Regions from separate parts of the Arabidopsis thaliana genome. Here region 1 is linked to region 2. Evidence: chromatin contacts called from public capture Hi-C data. All regions are on one chromosome and are shown on one strand. Each heading gives the region's core, a stretch centred on a gene start, on an enhancer-like site or on the middle of the called end of the contact. The rest is flanking DNA. Distances are from core to core; before and after follow the strand shown.

Region 1 (4,973 bases), core at 402-2,901, 55 kb before region 2:
CAACATCAACGCAATATCAGTTTGGTTGAACAGGACAGCCTGTGGAAGTATAAGATTATGTTATTAGTATATTTCCGAATTACTTAAGCAAATCAATCACACATGAGGAGTGGGAAGATTACCAGATGAAGCACCGACATTCCTTGCCTGTCTCGGTAATTTGCATCTACGCCCTGCAACTCCTAGAGTTTTAACCTCTCTCTATACACTTAATTAAGCGCAGCTTCTTAATTAGGAGATTAAGTACCTCTTTTAGAAGCTTTTTCGCACCAGCACTGTCACCATTCTTAATCGCTTCTCTTAATCCCTTTTAACAAACAAATTCCATAAAATCAATAATGCTCTGTTAGAAACAGTAAACTATGGTTTATTTATGTAATGAAATGTCAAGAGTTACCTCCCCACTGGCTTCATAGTCTCTTTGGGGGGTGTCTAGTCCAGCATTTAGAGCTGATCTGAGTTTTTCAACAGCTTATTTACAAATCAAAACAGCTTAAAAGATATATAACGGCAACGAGAGATATTTCAATATCATTTGTCAGTTGCCACAACAACGAATATGGGAAGCAAATTTTCTACACAATTGCACGAAAAGGAGAAAGTACGAGTGATTTGATCGGTCCAGCTGAAATGCAAGAGCAAGCAAATTTCATGTTGATACTTCCTTGCCCTAATAAAGTAAATGAAAATGCCTAGACAAACAACTTTCTCACATGTGTAAAGCTTATGAAGTAAACTCTAGACACAAACTTTTGCCTTGATACTACGACTAAATGATAACATACCTAGCATTGCTGCTGGAAGTGGAACCTTTACTTTTTGCTGAAGCCTCTGACTTCAACTGAGGAAGAACCACAGGAGCAATGGTAGCCTGTTCCAAAAGCAATATTCAAAAGCGAGAAACGTATTTTGTCAGGAACACAAACTTGAGGAAATGAAGTTTTTACAGGTGGGTTTGGTTTATCAGTTGATTTGGGAGGAGCTACACAGATACACAGAGGCATACCACACTTGCATTCCATTGTTTCACTACCTCCAAGTCCCATATCGTTGTCGTCAATATCCAATCTCGAAACTTGTTCTGTTAGAGAATTAACTTTATTGGAAAACAGCATGCAAAAGAATGACTTCTTTGCCTATGTGAATAACCTTGCTGCCACAAGTAGACATAGACAGATTCATCAAATAGCTTCTAATGTTTATTTGAATCAACCTAACAAATAACAATGATTAATCTACCATTTCTCATTATATATCTGAAATGATCTGAGTATAATTGATCATTTTGTAGCTTACTATACATGGGTTTCTCCAAAATTTCTAAAAAATGTGTACTATCAATCAGTCTAATTCAGATTTTTTCCAAAATGAACAAAAATTGGATTTTTCTTTCTCTGCAAATTTCAATTACTCCGGAAACTGGACAAAACCTTAGATCTACAAGCACAAACACAAAAATTCATGTGGAAAAGCTATAAAGAAGAAGAAGGAATAATGAAAGTGGAATATTATTCAATTCACCTGTCAGAGATGATGACGACGACTGAGACGAAACAAAAAGCTTGAAGAGAGGAGAAGAAACAGAGAGATGCTTTTGGAGTTTATTTATTTAGGAATAAAAAGATGATCCAACTGATTGAGAACTATTTTGATCGTCGTTTATTAATTAAAAATTCAGATAAATATTTAAGGACACGAAAAAAGAAATAAAATAAGAATCTATTTATATTTTGAGAATACAAAAAAAAAAAAAAAAAAAATTCACTAACTAAACTTCTCTTACCATAAAAAACCTATACTATTCTTCATATTTTTATCATTTCAGTTTTCATAACATGTTATTTTTTGGTCAATGTGTAAAAAATATAAAAATAAAATTAATAATGTTTTTAGTAATTTTTTTATGTCATGGAGTTATGTAGTAATTTTGAAGAAGCAAAGGTTTTTTGTGGAAGTGAATCTATCACAAGAACTCTCCAAAACATTATGATTCAAGCTAAACCCACAAGAGGAGATGTAAATGTATAATTCACCTATCCATGGCGGTGCTCATGTAGAAGGAAATGTGAACATTTGGACAACTTTTGTGTGGCAAAGAATGAGGGAAAGTGGTGATGGAATTAGATGAGGGGGAGACTGACTAAACTAACATGCCAACAAAATCCAAGTCATAAAAGGGAAAGTGTTTCTGCAGGACCGAGTTAACATGTGGATTCAACTCTCATAAAGCCATTAAAAATGTCAAAATCGTGAGGGAAATGGATGATAAGGAAGGCTGGTAACAACAAGTCATCATCATGTAATAGTTTTATACCCAAAAAATCCATTGCTAATATAGAAGAATACATGTAGGACATTCATTGATTTGAGATTCAATGAGGATTTTTTAATATAAAAGAACTCTCCAGTTAATCAACATTTGCTCCTCTACCACATAGTTACTCCATCTGAAAATAGAGAATATGCAACGCAGAACTCGGGATTTCTGCGACCAAATCCTTTTCGGAAAACCAACTGTCAATGATGTTCCCAATAGGAGATTCCTTTGAATTTGCAGCCCATCTGTCTGCAAGCTTAAACCCAAACTTAGATGCAGCTGACAGAAGAGAAGGTTCATCAACCCTTCTGAAAACATGGCATAGAATCAACGCCGGCTTCTCTTGCACCTCTAAGTCGTCTCCCATTTTCCGTAAGATCAACTCTTTTGCGGTTTCAAATAAAGGTATAATGGCTTCAGCTACATAGGTAACATCTGTCCCCATGATAACTTCGAATCCCTCACAAGCCAAACGCTTAATGCTTTCTATATGCTCTTTGTTTCCCCATTCAAGTACGCTTGTTTTCAGTTTTCCAAGTAAAGAAGATTGGAGGTTCATTGTGATGTTCTCTGTCAATAGCGTAAGTGCCTTTGTGTCTGCATCGGTTGCTACCACAAGGTTAGCTGATCTGGCAGCTACCATCGAGCAAATTCCTGTGCAGCCACAACCCAATTCCAACACCCGTTTTCCAGAAACAATGTTTGGGTTCCTGTCAAGAACAGAAGCCATAAGCCGAGCAGACTCCCAGAGCATCAACCCCGTAGATTTGCAAGTATGTTGATATTCTTTTGACAAAAGTTTGATTTTAAAAGCAGAATCCCTAAGCTTAACCACGCTCATCTATGACAACAAATCGAATAGAAAAACAGATATGGACTTGTAAGCATAGAATTAAATTAAAAATACTCTTCGAGAAAATATGTAAAAACAATGAGATTACCGAAGTCTCTTACCTCATGACTTGATGGGGAGGCTCCAAACATTTCCATAGCCAGACCATCAGATATGTCAATGTCAGTGTAATCAATAATCTCTTTTCTTTCCTGCTCCTCAGATTTAGACTGAATGCTATCCTGTTGTTCAGATTTATCTAATTTGGCAGGAGTCAAACTATCACAAGGGTTTTTGTTGCCATTTGTTCGACGAAATGTAGCTTGGACCCAGCGCCGATTCATGACCAGTTCGCGTGAACGATTCTCAACTTGTTTGCAGCAAACATCAAGCTCCTCAACTTCAAATCCTTGTTCAGAAAACAAAGTTTCTAGGAATTCATTAGAAAAGTAGAATGCACGCTGCATAGAAAACAAAATCATCACAGATCTGCAAAATTATAGAAATGTGTACTGCAAATAAATAGCGCAGGAGAAAGAAAGAACTTACAGTGCCATCACCTCTCACATAAAAGTTCTCGCTGATCCTCTGATCCTTCCCAGAGAACCTCTCCTGTTGATGAAATACTGAAACACATAAGGGGTAACCACGCCTTCGTATTCTAAAGGATACTAAATCTCTTAAGAAGTGGTTGTTCTTCCTAAAAGGAAAGCCAGACCACAATGTTTTTTTTTAAGCATGAAACTGTAGTAGAAATATTTTTTCGTTTCAAGTGCATCAAAATGGGCATACGAGTAGCGATAACTTTGAATTTCTGAAGTAATAAAAGGTGGATCAAACCTGAGCAAGATCACCGACAGCATAGTCACGGAAGAGGATACACCCATTTGGCTGAAAACAGAATAATAAGAAGTAACTCAACAAGAGGAATTCAGTCTAACAGAGGAAGATGGATGTCCAGAAGTACATGAGAAAGGATGTGTTTGATACCTTAAGAACTTTCCTAATGTTCTGCAATACTGAGGACATCTTCTCTGGGGATACCGCAGATAAAACAAATATCTGTTCAACAAGTATTTAAAATGAGAAATAGCCCATGACGAGAAAAGAAAAGGCTCAAACGTTATATACTCAAAGAAAGAAAAACCAAGGGAGCAATTACAGGGGAGTGTTAATCTTTTACTAAGATAATTTGATGGATCATTATCTTCTACCTAGTTAACACAATAATATAAATTTGTTAGGAAAATACCATGGTCACAATATCAACTGAAGATGGAGAAATATGCTTGTCAAGACCATCCCCTGTCAAGTCACAAGCAAATGCACAAACGCGTGTCTCTGTGTATTCATCATGAGCCTGAATGTCATAATAAGTTAAATACACTCTGGTCAACAAAAAACTATGAAGCACATGACAAATCACACACTATTCCATTTGGTAGACGCAGCAAGTAACTACTCACAGGCATAAATTAAGGTGGACCTGTTAAATGAGCTTAGAGACAGAAAGACTATTACTATAAATTAACCTCACTAGGAAAGACAAATCAACCAAATCAAAGTACACATTAGACTAGAAGAAGAAAGTGACTGACCTTGACCAATTCGACGGCTCGTGGTGAAAAATCACATGCATAAACAAAAATGTCTGGATATGTGGCGATCAATGGAAAGATGGTGTTTCCAGCTCCACAGCCAACCTGCAAATCAAGACCAATTGCTCAACAGAATAACAAAATAGCTAGATTTTGGATGAGTAACAGCTTGAGCATTTTTGTTTACCTCAAGAATGACACTTTTCCCACTAACCTGAAAAAGGGA
Region 2 (4,602 bases), core at 1,363-3,862:
CTATTACTTCATAAGAAACATGGAACTTACACCGGGTGACCATTGGACAGAGTTTACATCATTTTCATGTGCTTTATTCTTCTTCAGCAAAAGATTATATGAAGGTCCATCAACCTGGTACACAAAAGAATGACTTTAAGTTCAAAGATGAAGCAGAAAAGTTTAATTGTATAGTGGTAAACCATTGGCAAGACTAGGAGAGATAGAATCTGCTGCCTGCATTTGGTTTCTTGTATTGAGATATGTAAGTTAGGCGTGTATATATGGAAAGATATTAACCAAATTCAACTTACAGAGTCATGTTTGCTGTCCACAAACAACCGTATAGCATTATCGCCTGCTCCACTGGCAATAATGTCGTCCCTGTCAAAAATTTAAAATAAAAAGAAAACAAAACAAAACTGAGTTTAAACTCAGCACAGTCTCACGAAAGAGCATTAAAAATCCCAATTTGGATGCATTCGACAGATGACTGGGAGCGTAAATATCAGGTACAACAAAGAGTTTTTCCTTTTAGGCTGGCAGATTTAGAAATTAGGCAGAGTTACACGATGCTTTAAAGAAAACATGTGAGGTGTCAATACCTTGACCAGTGAGCTGAGTATATGGTACGGTCATGATAGCCAGAGAGAGTACAAAGATGAATCCTGCAAAGTCCGAGCAAGTAAGGATTACATTAGTCAAAATTGGACGGAGAAAAATTCTTGAAGAAGTCAAATAATCTTGTAGGCTACATACTACGTCCAGCTCTAAACGTAAGAAACAAATAAATTCGATTACATGTAATAACCCACTATTTTCTCACCAAGGTGCATATTCTTCACCAGACTGCATCTTGGCAATATCTGTCCCCCATATCTTCAAGGTTAGATCATCACTGCAAATACACATTCAGGCAAGCTTGCTACTGTAAGAACAATATCCCAAGAGACAGATTACATTGCTTCTAGAATGCCTATGGGAGACAAGGAGAGAAGATTCACTAACCTACAAGTGACCATCTTGTCCCCTGCAGCGTTAAATGAGATGGACCATACCGTTGAAGAGTGACCGCTGTTTGAAGAAGAAAGGCATATATTAATCTACTACTTCAAAAGTAAGAGCCTAATAAGAAAAAAATCGAAAGCATATAAGAAAAAGTAGAAGATATACTTGTTAGATTCACCTAAGGTTTGGACACATTGATACTCACCATCATCATCTTCAGACCACCAAACCTGTGAGTAGCACGCCACTAGCGTTATTCAATTATATAATTTTTTTTTTTTTGTGTAATAAATTTCAAGTTCTGCATTACTAAAACCTAATTAGAGTATTCGCATTACCTTGATGGTGTTATCATAACTGCAAGAAAATAAAACATCCATGGTGGGATGCCACTGAACCATCTTCACATCTTGTGTATGCCCAGTTAATACCGCAGCACAGTCATATTCATTCCCTTCAAGCACTTCCCAAATCCAAACAGACTTATCTCTACTACATGTTGCAAGGCATGAACCAGATGCATTCCATGATACACTTTTGACTTCGTTTTCATGTCCCTACACACATTTTTTTTAATAAGATTCTACTAGCCAAAAACGTGCGATACAAAGCATAAAGACAGTACAAGAAAACCACCAAAAGCTTTGAGCATAATTAAATATGAACTATGAAGTGAACACTGAAAAACTCCATGAGAGTTTGAGCTTAGCATTAAAGATCAAGAAAGAACAAAGTCAAAAGAGCAAACAGGAGCTGTGAAAAGTTATGCTTTCAGGTTCAAAGAACTAATTCTGGATAAGAATTTGACAATTTGTGGATGGTTCAAGGATTGGGCTAGAAAGTACCTCCAAAGTGGAAATACACTCAAACTCAGAACCGTAATTCTTCCAAATGCCAGTGGTACCATCAAAACTTGCAGTGGCCAATAACTGTCCTGAGGGTGACCAAGCGCACGACCTCACAGTTCTTGTATGCGTCTCTTCCAAAACTGTCTGAAGATTCACAATATACAATCAATAAATCTTTCTAGAGAAATAGCACAAGAACTAACACAACAGTCCTACACCATATCCAAATCACCAGTCGATTCCATGTTTAAGGTCAAGTTAATCTCTTTAGTGAATCGAAACAAAACCCACAAATTGTAATGTAAGACTGATCTAGAGAATCAATAGATTTTTGTGAATTGAACTTGCTAGGTCCAAAAAAGGCTAGAACTTTCTTGCGAGAAAGAGAAATGAGATAGAGACCTTGCAAGTCCAGGAGCGAGAGAGAGAGCTTTGTTCCCAGATTCGAACAGTGTTATCGCCACTGCAAGAAGCAAGAATCGGTGAAACACCGTCGGCGTGAGAAGAAACGGGGTTCCAAGCTACGCTCCAAACACGATCGGTGTGGCCTTCTAGTTTCTGAATCTCCACTAACTCCAAGTTCTTCTCCATCAAATCCATCTATGACGCTAGGCTACGAGAAGGCCTCCAGAAAGTTGAAAGGAGTAAGCTTTTAGGGCTGAGCAGAGATTGTGCAACAGGTGACCTGAAACTATATATGATTCAATTCGGTTTCGGTCACAAGTAAGCCTAGGCATTCGTGATTTGTGTATGGGCATGGGTTTGGGTCTGGGTTTGAGTTCGGTTTGGGTTCGTTATTTTTTAATGGCGGTACAAAAATAAAAGCTAGATTAGAGGTTTAAACTTTAAAGTGTTTTTAAGTAAAATCAATTTGATTTCTAATTTTATTTAATTAGTTTTATTTACTAATATTAAAAAAAAAATATTTTCAAATCTTTGAAAGAGGTTGAAAATAGATATTGAGGAGATTTTTATTCTAAGATAAATTTTCATTTCTAATAAAAAAAATATTAACAAGCTAATTTTCTTAGAACTCGAAGGTCATATTCTTAAATTTATTTTTCAAATTAAATCATTAGGTTTTTTGTTCTTATTATATAAACTAGTGCTAGCACCGCAGATGTACATTTAAATTAAGTTAAATATATGTCTTTAATAATTTGTTACCTTTTAATTTTGATTAGCATCAGCACAATATTATCTATTTTATATTCTAGTAAAAAATATGTGTTTTTAGCCTGATTTTAAATACCGCTAAACATCAATCTGGGATTAGGTTAGAAATATAATAATATATACAGTAAAACCTCTATAAATTAATAATGTCGAGACCAAGAAAATTTATTAATTTAGAGAAAATATTAATTTATCGATAAATTAATAATTATTAATTTATGGAGATATTTTACAAATTTTGTAATTTTTTACAAAAATTTGATCTAAAAGGTAGTTTCTCTATACAATCAATAATTTTTCTAAAAATCAATTACAAGTAGAAAACCATTATTAGATTTAAGAAAAAAAACTTTTTTATACGTAGTAAAATTATTAGAATTAAATTTTACAAAGAATTAATATAAATTAAAGAAAAACAATACTAAAGTCATATTTTACTAAGTTTTACATGATATATTCATAAATATAAATATATATATATATATATATATTCATAATTTATACAATTATTAATTTATAATATTGATGGGACCATATATTTACATAGGATTTTCAAAAAAAATATTATCTTATTAATTTATCGATTTGTATCAATTTTTACACTGATCCCAACTCGGGACCGGAAGAATTTATTAATTTGTAGAGGTTATTAATTTATCGTGTATTAATTTATAGAGGTTTTACTGTAGATTCAAGATACTTTTGTTTGCTGTAGTGGTTTGTTTAATATATCATGTCAGAGGTGACAGGTTCGAATCTCAAATTCAACAATCAACAGTTTGAAATTTTTTCAATTTATCTTCGAAGAATGGTATATTGGTCATTTAGTATCCATCTTCTTCTTATGAATACTAATCCTCCAAACCTAATTTATGGTCGCTACGAATTTTTTGTAATATTTATTTTCATATTCTTTGATTTTTTGCACTCAAATATTGTTGATCCATATAGAAAAGTGAGTTTCTAACATGTAACAAACAAAAAATAATAAGTTATGTTACATCGCGGCGGCTTCAAACCATCTCATGCTTTCCGACGTCTAGAGACCTCGGTCTCCATGGCCATGTTTTAGAACAAAGATTTTCAGTAATTTATTATCTTTATTTTGACTAGTAATGACTTACTAGGTACTAAATCCCTATAAATTAAGTAATTTCTTTTGCGTATTTAGTAGTAAATTATCTCAATTTTGACTAGTGATATCATCATATTTTAAAAATTTAAGTTAAACAAAAGTTATGTGTCATTAGTAAGTTATTTACTAATACTTTTGACTGTTGTCCGCGCTGTATTATCTGAATTAAGGAAAAACAAAATCTATATGTGAATATTTAAAAATAATAGTTAAGAGCAAAATTAATGGTTCTATTTCCTTAATACATGTAAATGTAATCAAAAGTGATATTTGTATATTTTCTTTAGATCTAAAGTATATGTCTAGTTTATGTTAAATGTTTTCTTATTATTTTTAGATTTTTTATTCTTGATAAATATTATTATTAGATTTTTTACTTTAAACTTTAAAAAGTTAAGTCACAAGAAAATTGTGATTTCCTTACTTTTTGAATGTTATTGAATTATATTTCCTTGT

Evidence for each region. Capture Hi-C pulls out chosen DNA fragments and counts their contacts.
Region 1: a contact with region 2 is called in a capture Hi-C map of seedling, with 1.9 times the contacts expected there. The contact joins the promoter of AT2G26210 here to the promoter of emb1345 in region 2. A contact is called at or near these places in 3 of 26 Hi-C or Micro-C datasets (callus, seedling and shoot), 1 of 2 datasets of contacts at active chromatin or transcription factors (shoot) and 1 of 3 other capture datasets (seedling).

Annotation. Positions count from the first base shown.
Region 1 is chr2:11,153,796-11,158,768 of TAIR10.1, reverse strand. AT2G26210 (Ankyrin repeat family protein) reads right to left here and starts at 1,651. Exons shown (of 8, transcript NM_179745.3): 1 at 1,522-1,651; 2 at 948-1,153; 3 at 786-871; 4 at 398-455; 5 at 248-307; 6 at 123-173; 7 at 1-39. The coding sequence starts at 1,115. AT2G26200 (S-adenosyl-L-methionine-dependent methyltransferases superfamily protein) reads right to left here. Exons shown (of 12, transcript NM_179744.3): 5 at 4,935-4,961; 6 at 4,748-4,852; 7 at 4,402-4,509; 8 at 4,140-4,211; 9 at 3,990-4,040; 10 at 3,699-3,761; 11 at 3,272-3,610; 12 at 2,140-3,158. The coding sequence ends at 2,439.
Region 2 is chr2:11,100,233-11,104,834 of TAIR10.1, reverse strand. It overlaps emb1345 (Transducin/WD40 repeat-like superfamily protein), which reads right to left and starts at 2,612. Exons shown (of 10, transcript NM_128165.4): 1 at 2,238-2,612; 2 at 1,833-1,979; 3 at 1,326-1,544; 4 at 1,153-1,217; 5 at 988-1,053; 6 at 806-877; 7 at 585-647; 8 at 294-363; 9 at 31-114. The coding sequence starts at 2,435.